Linked DNA regions of Sus scrofa: region 2 is linked to region 1. The links are chromatin contacts, called in public Hi-C maps. All regions are on one chromosome and are shown on one strand. Each heading gives the region's core, a stretch centred on a gene start, on an enhancer-like site or on the middle of the called end of the contact. The rest is flanking DNA. Distances are from core to core; before and after follow the strand shown.

Region 1 (6,237 bases), core at 690-3,189:
TGACTAGCATCCATGGGTTCGATCCCTAGCCTCTCTCAGAGTTAGGGATCTGATGTTGCCGTGACCTGTAGGTCACAGATATGAGGCTTGGATCCCACCTGCCTGTGGTGTAGGCCGGCAGTTACAGCTCCAATTTGATTCCTCCATATGCTGCAGGTGTGGCCCTAAAAAGAGAAAAAAAAGAAAAAAAAGGGTATATGGTCCTTGCAGGCAGCCCAGTGGAGCTTCAGATTTTTCCTCTGGACCAATTTGGGAAGAATTAGATCAGCCTCAGTGTTGTTTTAATTTTTTTGGCCCCACCAGCAGCCTGAGGAAATCCTGGGCCAGGGATTGAACCCTTGCCACAGCACCCACCTGTGCCTGATCCCCAACCTATTGAGCCACACGGAAACTCCTGTTTTACTTATTTTTTTAAAGGTTGAGTGTGGAATAAAGATGAGGGGAGTGCCTAGTCTGGCCAGCATGCCAGATGTGGGTGACAACAGTGGAGCTCAGGCCGGGAAGTGGCATGGGTTAGCCCTTGCTCTTAAGTAGCCGAATTCTCTGCATGTTTGAAGGTCATCACTGCCGAGGTGGGAATAACTCTAGCTACCATGTGGAGGCCTTACTGTACCAGCTGCTTTGCATGTATTGTATATAATTCTCTCAGTACCTCTGCAAGGTAGGCATTACCATCCACAAGTTACAGGTGGGAAAACAAGATTCAGAGAGGTCGAGTAACATCCTCTGACTCACACAGCTGCTAATTGACGCTGACCGACTCCAAGCTCCTTCTGGTTCCTCAGCGGATGTCTGGGTAATCACAGGATGTAGTCACCTGCAACAGAGGTGTGTGTTTCCTTGTGAGCCTCAGGTGTGTACAGTAATCTTCCCCCATCTTGCCACTGTGAATTTGAACAAGAAGGGTGAGTCAGGAAACTTCTGATAGGGGCATACAGCTGAAGGAACTTGGCCGTCCTGAATCTAAGGTGAGAGATCAAGGCGTGCAGAGCCAAGGACACAGATTTGCACAGAGTGAAGAAAGGGCATCTGGTGTACATGTTGAAACAGAGAGGGGATGGGGAAGCCTTGAGTCGGGCGCTGTGAGGCCGGGATGGCAGAACTAGCTCCGTAATTCTCAGCCTGTGTGAATTACAGAGAGAGGCCCCATGGTGGGTTCATTTTACATAAAACGGTTGGGTTCCTTTTGCTTGTTTGTTTTGTTTTTGATTATCTGAAAATTTTAATTTGTTCTGGCAATGTAACTAACACAGCATAAGGAGTTAAGCCCTCGGGCCAGGCAGGACCGTGGCCCCTGGAGGGTGGGGGGTGGCAGGAGGAGGGAGAGGCCTGAACTGAGGTAACCCAGGGAAGGTTGTAGGGGTGGGAGCCAGGAGATGGGTTGGGAGGTTGCCTGCCCAGCCTTAACCCACTGCATAGAAAGTAAAAGAGGAGTCCCTTTTGTGGCCTAGCGGAAATGAACCTGACTAGTATCCATGAGGATGCGGGTTCGATCCCTGCCTTTGATCAGTGGGTTAAGGACCCAGCATTGCCATGAGCTGTGGAGTAGGTTGCAGACTTGGCTTGGATCCGGTGTTGCTGTACCTGTGGCCAAAAAACAAAAAAAGAAAGAAAAGAAAAAATGGAGGGAGTTCCCTGGTGGCCTAGTGGTTAAAGGACCCGGTATTGTTACTGCTGTGGCGTGGGTGTGATCCCTGCCCTGGAAACTTCCGCATGCTTTGGGTGCAGCCAAGAAAATAAAAAGCACCCTTCCCTTCAGTCACCAGGGAGAGGCCTGAGGGAAGGGGACAGGTTGCTGACTGCTTGTCCCTCTGTGAACACACAGGATCTGAGTTCAGAAGACAAGAATTCAGCTGGTGGGAGAATGAGGGTGGGGAGAGGAGGTCACCCATCTCCTGGGTCCATGAATGGGACCCTGGCCTTGGACATCAGCCCCAGGGCCAGAGTGTGTCTCTTCTGTAGATGTCGCCCCAGCTCCCAGGACCGGAATGTCAGCTTTCCTGCCCTCCAGTCTGTCTTGACTGCTGGATCCCCTTGTGTCCGCAAAGCCTCAAAGCAGTAAGGCCACCAGTCTGTACCAGGAGGGCGGGACTGTGTCCTCAGGGGGGCCCAAGGCCACAGCAGAGAACACCTTCCTCCCTTGGCTCAGCCCAGCCTGGTGCCGGGACGTGCTGGTGGCCCTGCTCACAGAGGGGCTGCGGTGGTAGGGAAGGGTCCCAGGACCTCAGCTTGCAAACTGGAAGGTGTTTCCTGAGAGGCAGGTCTCTACTCAGGGTGGGGTTTCTGTTGGTCCTTTTGGGCTGCCCTGAATAGTATGGATTACGCATACTCTAGTTTATCTGGGAAAATGCCTTCCAGTTCTAAACAAAGTATTTAGGAATTCTTTCTGAGAACAATGCCCATTCATAAGATGGGGACATTGTGTTCTGGTGACTCTCGGCTGGAAGAGGGAGGTGACTGGGGTGTCACCCCTACAAAGCTGGCTGTGCTTAGAAACCCAAGTCCCAGTGTTTGCTCAAAATATGAGCATGCAGGGTGACTGGTCCGAAGAACCTGCCCTGCGTGACAGTCACATGTCCTGCCCATGTGCCATGTCCTTCACTCTGAGCTAAACAATCTTGGGAAACTGTGTCCTCTGCAAAGTTCACTGTACACAACTTCAGACACTGTCCAGGCCAGAAAGGCTAAGAAAAATCTTCTCTCTCAGAACACCTACTGTTTCTGCTTATCTTTTAACAAAAGAGGGGCAAGGAAATTGTTTGGAAATCTGAACACTGAGGTGTTTTTTTTGTTTTGTTTTGTTTTTTGTATTTTTTCATGTAAAGAAGTGGGTTCTTTCTTTCTTTCTTTCTTTCTTTCTTTCTTTCTCTCTTTTTCATTTTTGAAATGTAATTGACACACAGTGCTCTGTAAGTTTTAGGGCAACGGCATGGCGACCTGTCTCGCACATATTGTGAGATGATGACCACAGTGAGTTTAGTTAAATCCATCACCCTATAGAGATTTAAAAGATTTTCCTCCTTGTGAAGGGAACACTTAGAACCTACTCTCTCTCTCTTTTTGGCCAGGCCCCACAGCATGTGGAAGTCCTCAGGCTGGGGATCACTGCACCACAGCATCAACTCAAGCCACAGCAGTGACAATGCTGGATCCTTAACTCACCGAGCCACCAGAAAACTCCTAGGATCTACTCTCTTAGCAACTTTCAAATACTCCATATGGCATCAAGTTCACTTCATTTTTGTTTCTTCTCTTTCCCTTTTACTGTGAGAAGCCTAACTCCCATGGGAGTATTTTAAGGAGCTAAAAAGAATGAGAAAGAAGTGAAAAGTCACCACGGCCCTAGCTCCCCTGTGCCAGCACCCCCTGCAATGGCCTTAGGGTTAGGTCAGACCAGGGCCCAAGTGGTCTCAGCAGCCCAGGTTGTGCTGGGCACCCCAAGGTTGTAAGAGGTCACAACAGTAGTGCCAGTACTTGGTGCAATTTTAGGACAGCCTATAAATACACACCAGGGCAAAGTGAATTCCAGGCCACCCAGAACGTTTGGTTGTGCTGAACCTCCATGGTTCACCTGGATTAACTCTGAGTGACCTCCAGCTGTTGATCTGACCCTAAACCCAGAAACATGAGGTATAATTGGGGTTACAATGATAGCAGATTAATTCTGGCATTTAGAGGAAACTGGAAGATAGGAGAGAAAGAGAAAGAAGCAAAAGCGATGAGTATCATCACTTTTTTTGGGGGGCCGCACCCTTGGCATATGGACATTCCCAGGCTAGGGGTGGAATCAGAGCTACAGTTGCTGGCCTACACCACAGCCACAGCAACACGGGATCTGAGCCGCATCTGTCCTATACCACAGCTCATGGCAACTCCAGATCCTGACCCACAGAGAGAGGCCAGGGATTGAACCCACATCCTCATGGATACTAGCCAGATTAGTTTCTGCTGTGCCACAGTGGGAACTCCCAGTATCACACTTTAAAGCCCTACTAAAGATGCACAGGAGAGTTCCCGTCGTGGTTCAGTGGTTAACGAATCTGACTAGGAACCATGAGGTTGCGGGTTCGATCCCTGGCCTTGCTCAGTGGGTTAAGGATCTGGTGTTGCCATGAGCTGGGGTGTAGGTCGAAGATGTGGCTTGGATCCCATGTTGCTGTGGCTGTGGTGTAGGCTGGCAGCTGTAGCTCCTATTTGACCCCTAGCCTTGGAACTTCCACATGCCTTGGGAGTGGCCCTAGAAAGCAAAAAATCACACAAAATGATACTGTGTGTTTTTCACAGATATACATATGTATGTATGTGAAAGTAACAAAATTACTGAAAGGATTAGCAAATTCTTGACAGTGCTCAGCTCTGGGGAGGGGAGGTGGGGTACAGGATTGCCTGTGAAGGTCACAGAAAATTTCAACTTTATCTGTAACATTTCTTTTTTTGTGGGGGAAAAATATAGCTAGTTTTTAATCAGCTCTGAGTGGCGGGAACTTTTCATATTACAGTCTTACTTTTCTGTATTTTTTTCAAAAAACATGGTTCAGATCAGTGGGTATGAGATGAAATCTTTTGCGTAAAAAGGCAGCCATGTGCTTATTATCTGTGAACCGTCTCTGGAAAGAAGGCCACTGGGGAGGGGACCAGGAAGTAAAGTCAAGATAGGAGGCTTATCTTCAGTGCATATTCTTACGTGTGTGTTGGGGGGGGGGGTCTTTTTATGGCCATACTCCTGACACAGGGAGGTTCCCAGGCTAGGGGCTGAACTGGAGCCACCAGCCTACGCTACAGCCACAGCCACAACACCAGATCTGAGCCATGTCTGTGACCTACACCACAGCTCACACAACGCTGGATCCTTAACCCACTGAGCGAGGCAAGAGAATCCTCATGGGTACTAGCCGGGTTCTTAACCTGCTGAGCCACAACGGGAACTCCCTTACTGTGTATATATATACTTAACCATTAGAATATACTACTTAAAAATAATCATTATAAAGAGCAAACAAACCAAAAGCAGGTTTTGAAGTTCCCTTGTGACTCAGCAGGTTAAGGCTCCAATGTTGTCACTGCTGCTGCTTGGGTCACTGCTGTGGCTCAGGTCTGATCCCTGGCTGGGGAACTTCTGCATGCCACGAGGGCAGCCAAAACAAAACAAAAAAAAAAACCCCAAAAAACAAAACAAAAAAAAGGGCAGGTATTAAGAGTCTGTTGTGGAGTTCCCGTTGTGGCTCAGCAGGTTAAGAACCTGGCTAGTATCCGTGAGGATGTGGGTTTGATAACTGGCCTTGTTCAGTGGGTTAAGGATCGGGTGTTGCTGCAAGCTGCAGTGTAAGTCACAAATGTGGCTTGGATCTGGTGTTGCTATGGCTGTGGCGTAGGCCAGCAGCTCCGATTGGACTCCTAGCCTGGAACCTCCATGTACATCAGGTATGGCCCTAAAAAGACAGAAAAAAAAAATTTTTTTTGTCTTTTTTTTTAGGGCCACACTCACGGCATATGGAGGTTCCCAGGCTAGGGGTCTAATCAGAGCTGTAGCTGCCAGTCTATACCACAGCCGCAGCAATGCCAGATCCAAGCCATGCCTGCAACCTACACCACAGCTCACGGCAATGCCAGATCCTCGACTGGCTAAGTGAGGCCAGGGATCAAACCTGCAACCTCAAGGTTCCTAGTCAGATTCATTTCTGCTGCACCAGGATAGGAACTCCAAAACAGAAGATTTAAAACAAAAAGAGCCTGTTGTACTCGGAGAGGGAGCTAACCACATGCCTGTATTGTGCCTCGTGGTCAGGGTGCTTTGTGTTGCTAGGGAAGAAGGAGGGGCTTCTGTGGGTTCTCTGAAGTCTGCCCCAACGGAGAGGGGGGTGCACAACCTCCATCCTTGAGGTGCGGGCCGTGCTGAGAGCCATGAGCAGCCATTAACATGCCAACTGTGCAGTGGACAGGCGGGAAAACTGCTGCAAAATGCCCACTATGGCAAAGCTAAGTATATGTTAGGGTGGTGAGAAGGAAGCCTCTCAGCCAGGCAAACTGTCAGGTGGTTGCTCTGTTTCCAGTGTCAGGGTCCTCAGTATGAAAACAAAGACAGTCCAACTAAAAACTAAGTGTAAAATCTAACAACAGACATAGAGGAAGCTTGAAGGAAGTATGCCGAGGGACCTAAGTCACAAAGGGGCAGATCCTGTGTGGCTCCAGTTCTGCAAGGTCCTGGAGGAGTTGGATTCACAGAGACAGAAAGCGGAC
Region 2 (5,658 bases), core at 1,262-3,761, 180 kb after region 1:
GCTTAGATAACCCTGCAATCCACTTCCTGGGCCTTCTGGAGAAAGGTCTTGTATAAAGCAGCTCTCATCTGCTTCCCACATGGAGGAAACAAGCTGTCTCCCAGTGCCCATTGAAAGAGGGACTCTGTCTTTGGTCTAAATGAATTGGGCTGTCACTTTTAAAGTGATTCATTCCATTAAAGGATGGAGAATTCATTTTCAAAACAGATCACCTGGTGTTGACCTAAAAAGGCCCAGTGAAGCCTGTGGTGTAGGTCTGACCACGCCGGGTGTGTGTGTGTGGGGGGGTTCCTTCCAGCCACAGCAGAGGCGTATCTCTTCACAGTAGGTGCTGAAATGATATTTTTATTTTATTTATTCAAATAAAGTAAAAAATTACATATTTCAGAAATTAGCTGTTTGCTACCACAAGTATATTAGAAAAATCTTCAATGGAATTCATTTCTCCCCAGCTAGAGAATCAGCTCTAAACATGTAATTAAGATCAAAGATACGTGTATGTATTTTAAAGGCTGGCCAGCGGTTTGGGTGGTTGATTTTGTTCCAGTGTGAGTGTGTGCTGCTGAGGTGAGCTGTGTGTCACTGACCTGGGGAAAATGGGTCCATCTGTGTCTCTCCTCCACCCCCACACTCCTTACAAGGACCCTGAAATACTATACATGAAATCATGAACTTGAAGTATTCTGTGGGAGTATCCGATGTTAGATGTTGTCGGGGAAACAGAGAAAACCATCCCTTCCTGACACAGGAAGCAAGAGCAGGCTCCTGGCCTCAGGGTGCCCGGGCTCAGCAAGGTCAGCTCCTTTTTGGCCTCCTCTCCTCCCTAGAAGGGCATGCTCCTGTGCCCACCGGAGACCCTGGCCTGGCCTAGTGCCTGCATCAGGTCTGAGCCTCAAGCCCACATCCGGGCATCAGAAGCTGCAAGGACATCTGCTTCCCCTGCCTCCTATGACCTCTAAGATGAGAATGAAGCCGGCTCCTGTTGCAGGCGGCTAGAGATCTTTTTATGGTCCAAGAATAAACAGGGCCATGGAAATGCAAAGCTTCGTTTATCACCAAGGTTCAGCAGGGGATAATTTCCAAGCTGACTCCTTTTGGCGAGGGCTCTCCTGCCTTCTCCAAGAGTAAGCTCCTCACCTCCGTGAACTGAAGTCCGTCTGCTACACGGCTTGAAGAACCTTCTTCGCCGAGCCCAACAACCCACTGCCTCTCCGAAGGGGCTAAAAGATGGCTTTAAAATCTTCTGTGACTTTCCTCTCAGCACGTTTTGCTGAAAATGACAAAATGTTCATTTGGAAGCAGAGGCAGGCTTCTGCTGGTTGGGTCCAAAAGAAATGACAGGAGCTGGGATAGATGAAGTGTCATAGAAATCTGGGCCACTTGTGGACTCCTAGAACAACCACCCCCTAGGAACAAGCTATAAATACCTTTAGAAATTATTTCCCTTCAAAGGCCTGGGGAGAATGGGCCAACTGATTTTTACAAATGAAAGGTTTACTTTCACTTGTTAGGTGCCAGGCTGGTGAGGCTGGCGAGGCCTGTTGGTGGTCTCGGGGCGACACTGCCACCTGGTGGTCAGCACATTCTCCAGGTTCCAGAAATAACCAGAGCTGCTAATAAAAAAGACACCAAGTTCCCAGAAGAGCCCTTCCCATGGAGAGATAACTTGTTTAGAAATGGCCGAGTATGTGTAAAAAAAAAAAAAAAAAAAATCATTTAAGCTTGGCATTTACTGTGTGATATGAGCAAAGGACTTTTCCTACCCACTCAATTCCTAGTACCAGGCGCACTGAAGGACGTAATTTAAAAAATGCTTGACTGAAAAAAATCTGAAACATTTTACTTCATATAATACATACTTTTCTTTAAAAAAAAAAAAACCAGAAACATTTAGGGTAACAACATGGATATGAGAGAACCTGCAGCTGGAGGACTTTGAAAATCAGCTTTAAAATGTTTTGCTTTCACAGAGTCTTTTTCATGGCCGCTTGTGTCATGCTGAAGAGATAAGCTTCGTAGATTATATTTAAGAAGCTGTCGTCATTCTGGAAAATAAAATCAAGAGACCCAAGGGGATGTGATTTGGTTGGAGGAAACCAGAGGCTTTCTCTGTCTGGAGCTGAACTGGCATTTTGATCCTAAGATGCTCACCTCTACCTGTTTGTGCGAGCAGCTGGTGGTTTTTGATTGCATGTGTGAGCATTAAGTGGGGTTGCAGGCAAGGCCAGACAGGGTCAACTGCTGGTTCTCAGTGGTCAGCGTGTGAAGCAGCCAGTGCTCATGGGCTGCACAGAACAGGGCTGGCCCCCGAGAAGCCTGGTCTGCTTTGTGGAAGGACACGGTGCTCAGAAGTTTGTATGGGGAGGAAGTGATCCAGCTGAGTCCTCTGGCCTGGAGAGGAGGGTGCTGGTGGCTCCAAATAGTCCCCTGAGTCCCCTACTGGGGTGAATTTCATTTGGAGCGTAAGTTAAGATTTCACTTGGGGTGTGCTTTGCTGACATCTCATCAGAGCCAGTGCAACCCCCTATGGTTATGGGAAGCTCTGGCCTTAGCCAGCAGGCAGCCGTTAGACGGTAGGCCTGGGCTCTAGTGCCTGACTAGGGCCGAGGGAACCATGGGCTCATGGGTGGTTTTTTGTGTTTGATGCTGGAGCCGTCTCCCTCCCACCCAATTCCTTAACGCTCTGGCAATTCACCCATGTCTCACACTCTGGCTTGGCCTCCACACACAGGGCCAGCATCGTTCTCACGCAGGGAGAGTCTCAGGCAGGGAGAGGGAGCCACGCTAGCCTGGTTTTCCTACATGGTCTGTGCATGAGCCTGTGTCCTAACAGCAGGTGGAGACTAAAGCAGAAGGCTTGACTTTCAACAGCTCATCTAACGCGGGGAAAGTAAAACGCAGGTCGAGGGGCGGGAACGCACGTATGACCTCTAACTATCAAGGTCCAGGAGTCTCGGTTCCTGCACTGAAATCTTTGGAACAGTGTTATTTAAGTGGAGTAAGCCAGACAAAATATGGAACTTTCACATTCAAATTTAAGGGGTTTTGTTTATTTCTCACAAGAAGTTTACAGATGTCATCCGTCTGTGCTCATGAACTTATCACGAGTGGCTTCTAGGAAAGGTGGAAAACGTCATTCTTTCTGAGCGAGCATGGAGCGACTGCCACTCTTTAGCAGCCTGCCACTCTGCTTTCACACTCACAGGCTGAATTTTGGGGCCATGCCTTCCCTTCTCTCTGAAATATGTTATCTTTAAAGAAATATCCTTACTAACAGGATGTTTCTCTGAGTAGGATGAGATGCTGGGAAAAGGCTAGCCTGCTCTCTCAAAGCCAAGCAAAGTCCCACACAATCTTAAAGGCTGTCTACCTAAAAGATACCTAGCTACGTGAACTGATGCGTGGGAGGTGTGTCTGGGTACAAGCACCCACTTTTCAGGGCCTCTCAGTGTGTGGGGTGTGGCCTGTAGTCACTGCCCTTCCGTCCGCAGTGGGGAGGGCGCTCAGGAGCCAGGCTGGCCCCGTGACCTTGGGCCAGTCACTCAGCCTCAGTTTCCTTTTCTCCAAACAGGGCAACACAACAGGGCTGCTGTATAAGGATTTCTACACAGGTAAAGCCTTCAAAACAGTATTTGGCACAGAGCTCCGTGCAAGTGTTACCGTTTTATTACCTCCTAGGGACTAGGGAGGCAGGTGGCTGACAGAGATGTCATCCCACCTTGCCTTCACCGGCAGGTTTCAAAATGATCTATAAAACGTGCTCTTTGTTGTCACAGCTGGTACTGCCACCCCAGCCAGTTGCTGCCATGGGCTCAAAACACCTCTCTCCTCAATATGCATCTAGCTCCCGGCAGCAGTGGGCTGCTTGGGGGCCCTGCAGACCTGGAGCCTCCTATGCACTTAACTGCACAGTGTCCGCCTCCTTCTCTGCTGACAGGTGGCAGCTGGAGGGCTTGGTCAACTCTCCGAACTACAACCCCCTGCGGGGCTGAGAGGCTCAGAGCCACAGTCATTCCTAACACTCACCAGCAGCTGAGCCCTGAAGCCCTGGGTTCAGCCCCGTCTTACTCTTGGGAAGCACTAGCTGGCATGGCTCACACAGCACCTCAGGGCGCCAGCGGGTCAGCAGCTAGAGCAGGAGGGAGGGGCTCCTACCTGGATGAGATGCAGCAGAGCTTCCTGGAGCTGTAGCTTGGTCAGGGGGCTGCTGGGGGTCCCAGGAGGCTCCGGGGTCTGCAGAGGCAGGAGGAGGCCGCTGGGGGTGGCCACTGGGTCCTGGCTCCCTGGGGGCAGGAGCCCGCTGAACCTCTCCTGTGGCGGGGCCCAGGGGGGCTGTGTGAACACCATGGGGGACATGAGCAGAGATGGGGCCACCGCGGCTGGGATGCGCTGGGGCAAAAGGACCTGCGGGGGGCAGACATGGACATGGCAGGGTGAGGGGCAGAGGGTGTGGACATAAACAGGCTTCTGTTCACAGCTCCTCGAGGCAGCCACCAGGCTCCACGATCTACCACTCTCCCTGGACATTGCCGGCAGCCTCGCGCCTGCTGGCCTGACTGTGAGCCACTGCCCTGCCAGGGCCCCACGTTCCTGCTATGAGGGCCCCCCTCATCGGGCACCGGAGGGTGTGGGGGCCCACTTCGCCCCACTTCCAGATTCTCTGCCTCAGGTTTCAGGGGCAGCACTGGGGTGACCTGTTTCTCTGGGTGGGGCTGTCTGCCTCTCTTGGGCACCAGACCTAAAACCGACTTTTCCAATAGTGTTTCCAGATGTTCACAGGACAGCTGACTCCATGTGACCCGTACAGCCACCTCTCATGTGTTTCCAGGTAAGGTGAGAAGAAAGAGTGTTACTGTCAGGCTCCGAAGCCCCAGAGACCTCAGGAGAACAAGGCATAAAGGCCGGTGACCTGGGGGCTGCAGTAATTTCATAACCACTCCCTTGGTCTCTCCCAGGCAGGAAGTGGCCAGGAGGAAGGCGGGTTGTCTGTTTAACTGTCCCCACTGCTGTTTTGAGGGGAAAAGCTGAGAACGCTGATCCAAAGGAGGGCTTGTGGGCGCTCTGGGAGCAGGGCACCGGGAGGGTGTGCACCCGCAGAGCACGAGGCCAACCACGCACCCCCACTTTCCTGTGTCCCAGCTATGAAAGAGAAGCAGCAGCGAGCACGGCACAGCCGCTGTCTCTGCGGCAGCAGGTACTCAGGCCACTGTGAGCTCTTCCTAAAGGTGAGGCAAGAACTCTGGCCCCTGGTCTCATAGATGCCAAGACTGCGACCCAAACTGTGCATCTTGTTTTCACAAAGTGAAAGATTCCAGAGGCACCTCTCTAAGCTACTTGTCGGAACACAACAGGAGAACCGATAACCATGTATACTAAAAACAGGGGAAACCTCCTAATTTTTGAACCTGGTGCATTTTCAATGAATTTGTACCAATCCTAATGGAAAGGGAAGCCAGTCAGATCTCCAGATGTTACCCAGTGGTGATCACAGATGGGGAAGTTCTGGCTTTCTGACTGTTCTGAGCTACCAGCGACCACAGAGAACCATCTTCCCTGCAGGACAGAACATTTCTAAAAATTACAGTATTTCCCCCTCTCTGGCCATCGGTGTGTGTGTCAGGGGTCAGCAGCACTTTCTTCTCCCTCTCCCACTGCCGT

The links. A called contact is a pair of places that touch in the nucleus more often than the background predicts.
Region 2: a Hi-C map of skeletal muscle shows a contact between it and region 1, with 6 times the contacts expected there. The contact joins two enhancer-like sites. A contact is called at or near these places in 1 of 5 promoter capture datasets (liver), 14 of 47 Hi-C or Micro-C datasets (alveolar macrophages, embryonic fibroblasts, epiblast stem cells and 8 more) and 2 of 2 datasets of contacts at active chromatin or transcription factors (alveolar macrophages and skeletal muscle).

Annotation. Positions count from the first base shown.
Region 1 is chr5:68,738,257-68,744,493 of Sscrofa11.1, forward strand. No RefSeq gene overlaps it. Among named protein-coding and RNA genes, the nearest start is that of ADIPOR2, 41 kb to the right of the region's middle. Within about 2 kb of position 1,940, at least 21 of the 83 cell types and tissues checked have an H3K27ac peak or open chromatin away from gene starts, as enhancers often do.
Region 2 is chr5:68,922,115-68,927,772 of Sscrofa11.1, forward strand. It overlaps DCP1B (mRNA-decapping enzyme 1B), which reads right to left. Exons shown (of 8, transcript XM_013997915.2): 8 at 1-2,045. The coding sequence ends at 1,965. Among named protein-coding and RNA genes, the nearest start is that of CACNA2D4, 26 kb to the left of the region's middle. Within about 2 kb of position 2,512, at least 4 of the 83 cell types and tissues checked have an H3K27ac peak or open chromatin away from gene starts, as enhancers often do.